Regions from separate parts of the Mus musculus genome. Here regions 1 and 2 are each linked to region 3. A link is a contact called in public Hi-C data. All regions are on one chromosome and are shown on one strand. Each heading gives the region's core, a stretch centred on a gene start, on an enhancer-like site or on the middle of the called end of the contact. The rest is flanking DNA. Distances are from core to core; before and after follow the strand shown. Region 1 overlaps Egflam (EGF-like, fibronectin type III and laminin G domains). Region 2 overlaps Egflam (EGF-like, fibronectin type III and laminin G domains). Region 3 holds the start of Egflam (EGF-like, fibronectin type III and laminin G domains).

The links. A called contact is a pair of places that touch in the nucleus more often than the background predicts.
Region 1: a Hi-C map of rod photoreceptor shows a contact between it and region 3, with 1.8 times the contacts expected there. The contact joins the enhancer-like site here to the promoter of Egflam in region 3. A contact is called at or near these places in 1 of 15 datasets of contacts at CTCF or cohesin (the NIH/3T3 cell line), 3 of 484 Hi-C or Micro-C datasets (rod photoreceptor and uterus), 1 of 115 datasets of contacts at active chromatin or transcription factors (embryonic stem cells) and 2 of 9 other capture datasets (adipose tissue and embryonic stem cells).
Region 2: a Hi-C map of uterus shows a contact between it and region 3. The contact joins the enhancer-like site here to the promoter of Egflam in region 3. A contact is called at or near these places in 1 of 39 promoter capture datasets (frontonasal cranial neural crest), 6 of 484 Hi-C or Micro-C datasets (embryonic stem cells, rod photoreceptor and uterus), 1 of 115 datasets of contacts at active chromatin or transcription factors (neural progenitor cells) and 1 of 9 other capture datasets (adipose tissue).

Annotation. Positions count from the first base shown.
Region 1 is chr15:7,331,880-7,335,741 of GRCm38.p6, reverse strand. The region is part of intron 1 of Egflam (EGF-like, fibronectin type III and laminin G domains); the gene reads left to right. Among named protein-coding and RNA genes, the nearest start is that of Egflam, 65 kb to the left of the region's middle. Within about 2 kb of position 1,886, at least 1 of the 459 cell types and tissues checked has an H3K27ac peak or open chromatin away from gene starts, as enhancers often do. A contact at or near this core is called in rod photoreceptor, where this site is marked.
Region 2 is chr15:7,307,039-7,310,708 of GRCm38.p6, reverse strand. The region is part of intron 3 of Egflam (EGF-like, fibronectin type III and laminin G domains); the gene reads left to right. Among named protein-coding and RNA genes, the nearest start is that of Egflam, 90 kb to the left of the region's middle. Within about 2 kb of position 1,693, at least 4 of the 459 cell types and tissues checked have an H3K27ac peak or open chromatin away from gene starts, as enhancers often do. A contact at or near this core is called in uterus, where this site is marked.
Region 3 is chr15:7,397,072-7,400,920 of GRCm38.p6, reverse strand. It overlaps Egflam (EGF-like, fibronectin type III and laminin G domains), which reads left to right and starts at 2,531. Exons shown (of 22, transcript NM_178748.6): 1 at 2,531-2,933. The coding sequence starts at 2,837.

The DNA.
Region 1 (3,862 bases), core at 637-3,136, 65 kb after region 3:
GCCAAGGCTAGCTACATAGTGAGACTCTGTCTCAAAACACCACCAAAACAAAACAAAAAAGATTCCAAAACAAAAAACTTGGATTTCTGTCTGAGCAAGGAGATAGATGCTCTCTAAGTTAGGTGTGGGCTGCCCCGCCTTCCTCCAGTGCTGCATAGGTTGCCAGGAGCCAGTGTTGGCTGTAGAAGAAAAGGGTGTGTGTGTGAAGGGGGATTGATTCTAAATAGAAAAAGTAAGGGATGTTTCTTGGGCCAAAGAATTGGTGTAGCGTTCTGCTGCTGTAAGTGGCACTTGGAGAAAGGATCAGTCTTGTGTTCTTATGAATTTTTTTAAAACTAATCTTTTGAAATCATGTATATAGTGTGTCTTCACCAGCTCCAGCTCCTGCCAGGACTACCCATCATATCTTCATGACCTCCTTCTTTAGCTTTTATTTAATTTTCGAGCACACTGAGTCTAATTACTTCTGTCCACCTGTGTGTGCCCGTGGAGTCATTCACTGGGTCATGAGAAACCCACCAGAAGGCATATGCCCAAGGAAATGTAATTCCCCGCACCCCTGGCTATCAATGACTCATAGCTCCTCCCCTGGGGGCGGTGCCTCAGGTGTCCCATCTATCCTTCGTGCTGATGGCTTTGTGGTGTTCATTTCCCTGGCTTGGACAGTCTGTTCCAGGTAGCCAGGCTTGTGTGGTGAGAAGGCTTCTGCCTGGGCAACCGGGGTTCCCTGCTGGGGTTGTGAGGGAGGGCAGAGAAAAATGGCATTTTTTTTCTCTTTGCTCATTTTAATTTTGAGCAATTTCTGATTTCTCCACGTGTGTGTTTCAGATAAATTTCAGACTTGTACAGTAGTGTTTCCGTGGAGCCTTCATTCAGCATCTTCTGATGTAAATGTCTTACGTTACCATGGTGATCAGTTATCTAAGAAATTAATGTTGATACGGTACTATTAACTACAGTAAGTTATTATTCAGATTTTACTCACTTTTCCCAGTACCTTTTTTTCCACTCAGGATCCAATCCTGGATCCCGCTGTGCCTTTTGATGTCATAGCTCTTTAGTGCTATCTATCCAGTCAGTGGCAGATGCTAGGTAAGCTTTTGTGTTGCAGAACATTGATGCTTTTTAAATGGGTTATTCTTTTCACGGTGACACTTAATTTAGGTTTGTCAGAAATGGCATACTCTCATCTCCTTTCATCTCACCATATCTGACACAAAGCTCAGCCTGGCTCAGCCCTGATGATGGCTTTAGTTCTATTGTAGAATGAGCCCTTGACTTCCCCAAGTTTATATGTTGACAGAGAATCCTCAAGTGATAACATTCGAAGGCAGGCCACTTGGAAGGCCATCGGGCCATGAGGGTAGAAGGCTTACAGCTGGCGTTAGTGTTCCTAGTGGGGATGGAAAATAAGCAATCTCCTTTCTGCCACGTAAGAAGAGGTGGGGCCTGAATCAAAACACAACCTTCCCAGACACCACGCATAACCATGAGAAACACGTTTCTGTTGTTTCTAACTTACCTACTTTATGATATTTTGTTATGATTGCTTTCGTGAACTATGACAATCTCCCATTTGTAGAGGGAAAGCTATCAGAAATTTTCATGGAAATGAAAAATCATGATGACATCAGTGTGTACACATTTCTGGTGAGATATGTTGGGGCTATGCAAACAAACTGTTTCTCTTGGCTCCTTCAGAAAGCCTTCACCTTAGACTGGCCTGCAGTAGTGACTTCTGGCATTCTAGTGGCCTTATTCTGCCTGCAGAGACCCTGCCTGTGGGCACAATAGCCTCAAAGACGCTTCGTCTAGTAGCAAGCCAGAGAAGGCAGCTTTTATGAGATGTAGGCCACTTCTCTGAGGTCATCAGAGGATGAAGGCTGTTCATAGGTCATGGACATAATCCTTTGTCTTTCCGAGGGATTCTTCCATGCCTGTAGCTTTGGGGACATAGGATGGTACGTGTCACTTTGGGTTTTCCCTGTGCTTCTCAATGCCTTCTTAGGAAAGGTCAGGCCTTGTTAAGAGTTCAAGTCCCAGAACTGAAATGGTAGAAAGGAAGAACCAACCCTTACAAGCTGCACACAAAAGAGAGAAGGAGGAAGGCAGAGAAAGAGAGAGGGAGGGAGAGGAGGAGAGGGAGAAGGAAGGAGAGGGGAGCAGGGAGCAGGTGAGGAACAGGGAGAGGGACATGAGGAGACAGGTTACTAATACAGCTGAATGCTTTGTACTGAGAAGGATCTGAACCATAGTCCAGACTCAGTAAGTTGCTAGCATAGAGCAAAAGGCCTTTAGGCTCAAGTGTGATAGCATTTCCTGGGGTAGCGAGAGACTCCATGTTTGTCTGCAGTGGGGTATGATACCATAGCAGCTAGAAGAGCAGATTCATGTTCATGGTTAGCTCAGGGATGCGAGTGCATATGGGAAGAAGGCCAGTTAAGGTCCCAGACACAGTTGCAAAGAGAACATGAGTTTACTCTGTTGCTTACTTAGCCTACGGTGTCTATTTTGTGCCAGCTGTTATAAGCATGTGGCATTAAGGGACATCAGAGAGGTCACAAATGTTGCTGACCTTGTGGGGCTTACATCCTATGAGTATTAGGAGTGGCAGAGAGATCCCATCTGGAACAGAAAAGAGAGGAGCACTTGACAGTGTGCCATGATGTCCTGGCTATGTGTTACATAGGAGGAGGGAGAGCTGTAATATGCTGTGATGTCCTGGCTATGTGGTACATGGGAGGAGGGAGAGCTATAACAGGAAAAGATGCTGGCTCTAGCCTTCTATCCTGGAGTATTGGGCACTTGGTGTGAGACACTGAGGAAAAAATATCTAAGAAATTTAAGTACATTTGGAATTTTGTGTTGGGATGCATTCCTAATTATTCTGGGGATGTGCTTGGCCCCCTGGCCATAGGTTGAACTTGCCTGCCAGTAAAGCTTCTCTACTCCATTCTTGCCAGATGCCATTGGTAAATAGGTTTAGGACTTCAGGGAAGGACAGGAGTGGGACTTACAGGCATTTATGATGCCTGTGGAATGTGTGTGTGCTTCTGTGTACATATGTGCTTGTGTGCCCGTGTGCGTGTGTGTGTGTGTGTGTGTGTGTGTGTGTGTGTGTGTGTGTACCCATGTGTATGGTGATACTAGTTGTGGTGGAGTTGTGCAACCTTCTTGCTTGCTTTCTTAGACAAGTGAGAAGCTCGACCCCAATTCCCATTTGCAGGGACGTACCCACGCACACTACCCCATGGATGCCTCACTCCGTATCCCAACCCTGCCAACTGATACTCCAGAAGGGTGGCCTGCATTCTGTAGACTGTAAGAGTGGACTTCAAAAGCAGGGGTGGGGCTGACTGTGACAGGAATGGACTGCCCCACAAAGAGACCCACAGGGTTCTGGAAGACGAGACCTCTTTCAATCCGGTGTCTGGGCATTTCCTAAATCCTGACTTGAGTCAAACAACCATTCCTCTGTGCTTTCAAGCCAAGCTCTTGCTGCTGCCTTGCAGGTATTGATTGACTTGGAAGCATCTTCAGCGGGGGAGATTCAGTCGCATCCTTACAATGCTACTTTAGTAACAATAATAGAGCATGCTACAAAAGGCACAAATGCAGGGTTCCTTTCCTTATTCAGAGCTTGCTGACTATTTTTAGTTAGTCGGGCACTTTTCACCGCACCAGTGACTATAACGTGGTTCACTCCGATGAAAATCAAATCACTGGAGAGCCAGCCATGTATTTCCACCACAGACCATATTTTGGTTTGCATTTTGAAGTGTTTTTATGAATTGGTTTGCAAAACTAATTGAATCAGAGGTGGATTTTGCTCAGTAAGTCGAAGTGCTTTATGAAATAAAAT
Region 2 (3,670 bases), core at 444-2,943, 89 kb after region 3:
AGAAGGGTCCTGAATTCAGTCCGGCTTCCCCAACAAAGCATCCCCAACAGAAATGAAGCATGAGAGAGAGGAACATCTTGGCTTACTTTCAGACTTTGACAAAGCACCAGCACACAGAAAAACCTTTTTATTTAGCAAAGAACATATTGGGCATTTCCTCCAGTTTCCGGGAAGGCTGAAGTAGCACTTAACAAGAGATTCAAGGACAGACATATAAAGATTTGTTGAATTGTCTGGTATTTCACTAATCATTCCGAAGATTTTCACAAGTCACAATATTCTGAGAAATTCTATTTGGGGGGAGAAAATGTCAGTGGAGGAAATGAAAGCAAATCACTGAATCCAGTACTTTCTTCATGGCCCCATCTTCTCAGTGCCATGAATCTCTCACAGGTGGGCCACCTGGCCAGCACCAGCATGAGAATTGATGTGCTGGATGCAGTTGGCCTCCATATCTCCCCATCTGAGGGTAGCACAAATCTTTCATGTCTAACGAGCAGTTTGATTGCTTGCTAATGTGTATATGCCACTTCTACAGATACAATTTTTCTTCATTTTTATACTTGATATGCCCACAGTTCTGATCTGTAAACATTCATATCATAGTAATGTTCTACAGGCTTTTGCTGTAGACTGTATCAAATAATAATCTACCCTTCATTATTTATTATTGATGTAAACGTCATAAACGTTTTCAGTGTAGATATGATTAATTTAGAACTAAGGTTTCAGAAATGTGTTGCGCAGGGTTTGGATCCTAAGTCACCCCTTCCTAAGTATATGTTGTGAGTACACCAAATTGAATAAAGTTATGTGCATAAGGCAAGGCTGTAGGACAAACCAACCAGCCAAGGTGGTAATTAATGTTAGCTCAATTTGTTATCTGCTATTGGATAAATCAACACTAATCTATGAAAGCATATCATTTCCCTCCACCTTCATATACATATACACATACACATACATTACATATACACATGCATATTACATATACATATACACGTATACATATACATACACATACATATATACATTACATTTACATATATATATACATATACACATACACATACACATACACATACACATACACATTACATATTCATATACATATACACATACACATACACATACACATTACATATACATATACAATATTACTATATATGTAGATGTGCACTTATAGCCCACCCTATCCTATCAATATTACCTTTATTCTGACTTCAAAATTATTATTTCTTTTACTTTTTCTATGATGACTTCCCAGGAGAAAAGGACCCTACAGCAAAAGCCAGTGAAACGTTCATTTAGTTTGAAAGTATTTCTGCTCTGTGGAACAGGCCTGCAGTGTCAGTTGAGAGAAGAGAAAACCTGAGGTTTTGGACCCACCTCTCCCTCTAGACTCTAGACCTCTCAACTTGACCTCAACCTTGGGATAAAAGATAAAGTTACGATTCCAGAAAGCAGAGCAGAAGGAGGCACTATGGACACAGACTTGATGTTCAGCAGAGATCTCCTGTGAAGGAGTGAGTAGGAGACAGACAGACAGACAGACAGAGCTCAGTGGTCCCGACAAAGAGCCACGGAACTCTGAGGTAGACATGGAGGAAGGAGGCAGGTCTGAGGACTTACACAGTGGCTGGCAAGAGACACTGTTCTGTCTGTGGAATTGCTGACTACAAAGCCTGAAGCCCGGTGCTGTCTTAGCTTGTTTTGTGCTGCTACAACAGAACATCATGGGTAATTTATAAGGAGGAGAAATGTATTTGGCTCATGTTTCTGAAAGCTGAATGTCCAAGGGCATAAGAGTCACATCTGTTCAGCATCTGGTGAGGACCCCCTGCTAAGTCATCCCATCGTGGAAGGCGAAAGAGTTGGAGAACAAGAGAGAATGGGGGGGGGGGCGGGCAACTCACTTCTATTTAGGTTTTTAATGCTTATTCTTTTCTTCCTTCCCTTCTTCCTTTTTTTTCTTTCTTTCACTTATTAGTTTACTTTTGAGACACAATATCTGTAGCCCAGGCTGGACTCAAAAACCCTCCCCATGTAGCCAGGATGACCTTGCATTTCTGAGCCTCCTGCTTCAACAGTCAAGAGCCAGTTATTCCAATAACTAACTAGCCTACTCCCCTATTAACTAACATTAGTCTATTCCCGAGGGCTCTCTCCTCATGACCTAATCACCTAGGGATTAGCTCAACCTCTAACGCTGTTGGACTGAGGATTTAGGCCTCTATTAGATGATGAACATGAACTTAAATGGGAATGCAATCAAGCTCTAGAAGGTACTATTGATCAAGATGGCGGGGTCAGTAGTTGAGCTCTTTTCGTAATGAGGTAATCTGCTTGAGGACATCTTGGTTCTTGGTTCCTTTCTTTCATTTTCCTTCAGTTTACTTATTCATTCATCAAAAGTCCCACATGCGCACTGGCAGTATGTCTGTCAATACTCTCCTAAGCTCTGCGATGCCAGGGGAGTAGGAAGTCCCATCCTGCCCTCAACTGGGTAGGGAGAAGGTGAACAGGCAATTACAAGAAAAGGTGAGTAGTGTGGATATTGAGGCCCACCAAGGACAACAAAGAAACATAGAGGAGGGGCATCTAACCAGACTGGGGGACGGGGTAGAGAAATGAGGTAATGTCTCAGTTGAGTCATGAAGGATGGGCAGGGTGAGCCAGGCAGAAGAATGGAGAAGGGCATTTCATGGAGAGAAGCCGCAGGTTCAAAGGCCCAGAGGCAAGGAATTGAACGGCATAAGTGTGATCTCTGCCAAGTTCTTAGTTATGACTGGAATATAGAATGCCAGGAGGGGTGGTGGCATGGTGATGTTAGAAGAGGGACACATGTATGCTGTTCTAAGGGAAGCTTTAAGTGTAAAGTGTAAGGTCCATTTTGAGAGTTAGGAAGATAAGAGTTAGCATCGCGGCATAGGGTCCAGACTAGAGCACAGTCAGTACTTGTAGACGAAATCATCCCAGCATCATCATTATAAGGGCTTAGACTTAAATGGCTATTGGGATAAAATGACATAGGTAGATTCCAATGAAGAAGGTGTCGTCAGCTACACTGGTAACCAGTTGGGTGCTGGGAGAGAATGGATACATAAGTATCAAGAATCTCTGGCTTAGAAAGTGAGAGGAGAACAGCAGTGTTCCGTTTAACTTTCCTAGTAGGAAAAGGAGTAATTAGGTATGTGTGGTCAGGTATTAATGTTATTAGGTATGTGTGGTCAGGAGTTAACAATTGATTTCTTGAGTTTTCATAATTATTAGTTGAAACTTTTGAAGCATTTTTAACCTCATAATTTTCTGCAGTGACAGTGAACATCTAAAGATGTCCTGGAATAAAATTAAGATGTGATCCCAGCTCTCAAACAGTTCAATAGTTTACAGCCTTGTTTGAGAAATAGTCACACTAACAGTTTGTAATACAAGTTGATTGTTCATATTTTTGGACTGTGTGTGTGTGTGTGTGTGTGTGAGAGAGAGAGAGAGAGAGAGAGAGAGAGAGAGAGAGAGTCTGTCTGTCTGTCTGTTTCTGGTGTCTGTGTCTCTTTTTGTATCTGTATCTCTCTGTGTGTCTGTCTCTCTGTGTGTATCTGTCTGTCTGTTGCTCTCTCTCTGTATGTGTGTGCCTGTGTGTCTGCATCTGTGTGGGTATGTCTCTTTC
Region 3 (3,849 bases), core at 1,282-3,781:
AATTCCCAAAGAAAGTTTTAGGTCTGTGGCCCCAGCACCCAGAGTTTGTAGGGGCCTCAGAAATAAAACATGACTTAAAGGTGGGGCCTTCAAGAAAGAAACAAGGAAGGACCTTTGGGAAAAGAAGACCTGTTTTCTCAGTCAGCTATGACTATCTGGAACATGGTTGGTTAGGAAGAGACAGCTGTCAGCTCCTGTCTAGCAGAGAGCCAGTATGCTAAAACCCATGTTTGCAAAATTAGCAAACAGGTCTTAAAAAGACACAACACTGGGTGGCGGCGTATGGAGGGATGATGGAATTCCATGGTGCTGTTCATTAGCTAATATAAAATTAAAAATAGAGCTAGACCCGGTGGCACAAACTGTCATTATTCCAGCTCTTGGGAAGGCTAAAGAAGGAAGATTTTAATTTCCAGAGCACAGTGGCCTAGGCAGTGACTTCCAGTAGTGAAGCTCTGCCTAGAAAAGTAAAACAAAATAAATTGCAAACCACTACCACCCTCCCATGAAAATTTTGTTATGGCTGCCATCCATTCATTTGGGGAATACATGTCCAAGCAGAGCCTGAGGTGAAACTCCCCAGTCTCCAGTTGGAGTTGCTCTCCAACGTATCCCTTGGAGCTCTGGAACTCTCCGCTCTGGAAGTAGAAGGTCTGAATTTCTTGTTAGTTCTGCACTTTGTGGGGGAGGGGGGGTGCATGAGTTTGGGTGGGTTATGCAGCCTTCCCCTGATTCAGTCTCCTTGGCTGTGAAATGGGGATAATGCTAACAATGTACCTTCTTGGTGTGGTTGCTATGGGAATTAAAGGCACCTTAGAGAGGGTCCTGTACCCAGGAGACATCATACCGATGTTAGTCTTACACTCATGGTTACTATTTACTGAAATTGGTGCACCAGAGAGCACTAGTTATGCTAGGCACCTGTATGGTAGAATATAGTATCAGGGGTGGGGCTCTAACCAATGACTGGCTCAGCCTCTGACCCAATGCCATGACAGGGAGACATTTTTAAGTGAGAAAGTGAAAAACAATGAGGGACGATTCTGCATTAGGGCACTGGCTTCCTTCAGTACACGCCAAGACCTTCAGTGTCAAAAGTCAGTATTTATAGGAGCTGTCTGATCCAGAACGGGGGTGGCATGCCGTGCCAAGGCAACTCAAAGTAGATTCCTGTGTGTCATGGGGGCAGCAAGGATGACCTTTAGTGGCCTCAGTGATCCTATGGGTCTAATGTAGTGTAACAGAGCATATCTCTGCAGAGTCACCTTGCCTGGTTTCCCTACGTGTTTTCACCTCATAAATGTAGTGCCGTCTGGACGTTCCTGCACTAGTTTGGTTTAAGAAACTCCAGTGGCCCTGGACTCAGACTTCAGCTACTCAAGTTGTAGAGGACTTTGAATTTATTTATGGAACAATTACACACCTGAAAATACCAACGTGTAAGGAACTATATTCCAACCTTGCTAACAGGACTAGGTTCATGGGTGGGGGTGGGGGTAGGGGAAAGATCCAGGGTAGAAATCACAGGACAACACTCAGCTCTCCTAATGGAAGATTAACAAGGGGCCAGGAAGCTGCTCTGCCAGGTGGGGCGTGGCGATCACCCTCAGACGTTTGCCAGTGACCACAGTTTCTATCTGCGGGGCACTTCCTAGGGCCTTTGATCTTTTCCAGGATTCTGGCGAGGGCTCGTTTTCCTTTTAGATTATTTATTGTATCTGTTTTCACGAAGGCTTGGGGTCAGAAAGCCAGTTTGCTCGGGAGCTCACACCCTTTGGGGCAGTACTGTAAACTCCAGCCAGCTGCACAGATCTCTTGGGAAGGGAGGGGGTCTTTCCTCAGCTAGGGAGCTAAATGCTGGCTCCCGCATTGCCCCTACTCCCCAGTCCCGGCCTGGCCGCAAGCGCTCCCTTTATAGAGGACCTTCTCAGCCCCAAAGAAGTTAGACTTTGCCACAATAACCTGGACTTTTTTCTCTTTTTCGGGGGAGGGGGGGTGTCTAAAGTTGCCACCCACCACCAGAAGGGGACCTGGCCCCCAGGCACCAGTCCCTAATCTTCATTTGGCCTTTGCCTCTGAGTGGCCTAGCCTCAGCTCTCCATCTGTGCGCCTTAAATCCCATTTATCTTCTTAGCACCCAAGACTTGGCCAGCCCCGCCCTCCTCCTCCCTGCTTGAAAATTACAGCCCCTCCCTTGCGCTTCTTCCAAGAGTGCTCTACAGAGTAGAGAAACCTTTGAGGTATTAGGAAAAGTGGTTTAAACTGGGAGCAAGCCACCTAGAGGGGTATGGGGGAAGAAAGGTCCAGCCAGCGAAACCGAAGCACCAAACCAAAAGTTAAGGGTTAGGATCCAGCCGAGGACCCTGGGCCCGCAGTCTGAGTCAAGGAACACCGGGCGAGTGTCGAAGTCGGTCCCACCCCGGCCCCCAATCTAGGTCACCCGCGGGGAAGGGCTGAGCTGGGGGCTGTCGGCGCCGGAGGTGGGCGCGGAGTGAATTGATTCAGACCCTGCCCCTCGTTCTTCCACTAGATTGTAATTCCATCTCCTGCGGGTCGAGCCGCCCTCCCTCCGGCGGCCAGTGCGTCCCTCCCCTCGGCTCTCAGCGTCCACTCCCCAGCCCCGAAAAGCCTTGCCGCTGCGAGCCCGCTCCGCTCAAGCACGCCAGCTTCCCAACTGCTGCCTTGCCTCCTCGGACTCCCGAGTGGCTCCTGGTTCAGCTCCCTGGGTCTCCCACCTTCTCATCCTCGCGTCACTGGCGTTCCCCGCGTCCCCCAGGAGACGCCCTTTCCCTGCGCGCCCGGGACTTGGGGAAACTTTGCAGACGCCGTTGGTGAGATGGATTTAATCTCAACCTTCTCGCTCCATTTCTTGCTCCTGGCCTGCAGCCTCCCACCCGGCGCTGTGTCACTCCGAACGGCTCTGCGAAAATCAGGTAAAGCACTCAGTGCGCCCGGAGCCGGGGTGCCCGGAGCACCCCGGTCCCGGCCTTTGGTGGGGTTCGCAGAGCAGGCAGCCGCTCTCTGCTCACCAGCGTGGGCTCAGCCTGCCTAGCCTCTGCGCAGAGCTCAGCCGAGGCACGAGCCTCGCCCTCCCCCAGCCCAGGCAGTCCCAAGGATATTGTTTGTTAAAAGAAACGATTTGTTTTCCAGAGCTAGGAGGTGGTGGGTTCTGTGTGGAACCACGGACTGCGAAAAGTTGGGGGTTGGGGGGGTGGGCGGGCAGCTATAGCTCTGTCTCGGTTACACAGGACTGAGAGAGCGCAGAGGACTTTCAACAGCTCCTCCTGCTTCTTTGAACATCTTATTGGACTCATACTGCCTAGAGCCCAGCCATTTCCTGTTGAGTGTCTGAAGGTTTGCTGGGAGCCCCCTTTCCTGGCTCTGGTCCTGTCTAAGCACTGGGTACGGACCTGCACTTTCTCTGTTGTTGGGATTCTCTTGCAGCCCCGGGCTGTTTGTGCAGAAAGCAGCCCACAGTGGGTTAACCTGATCTCTTTTAGAACTCCTGTCTTAGCACTGCTGTCCAAACAAAGATATATATGCACTGTAGGCTAGCTAGTACAAAGGATCAGAGAGAAGGCAACACCACAAAAACTCACATTTCTTCTAGGTAAAAAGTATGTTTTTATCAACATTGATTTGGCTGTGTCATGAGGGAAAGTGGAACAGTTTAAATAATAAAGTTCCTAGCGTTGCTTCTGGGTAACGATTTTTATTCTTTGTTGGCCCGGACCATATTTAGAATTGTGAAAAAAAAATCTGCTTTTTCTTAGCTTACTTTACAAGTGGGGTTGTCTTATGGGATTAATTATGTCTTCTGAACAATGGAAAACAATCTAATTATTTTAA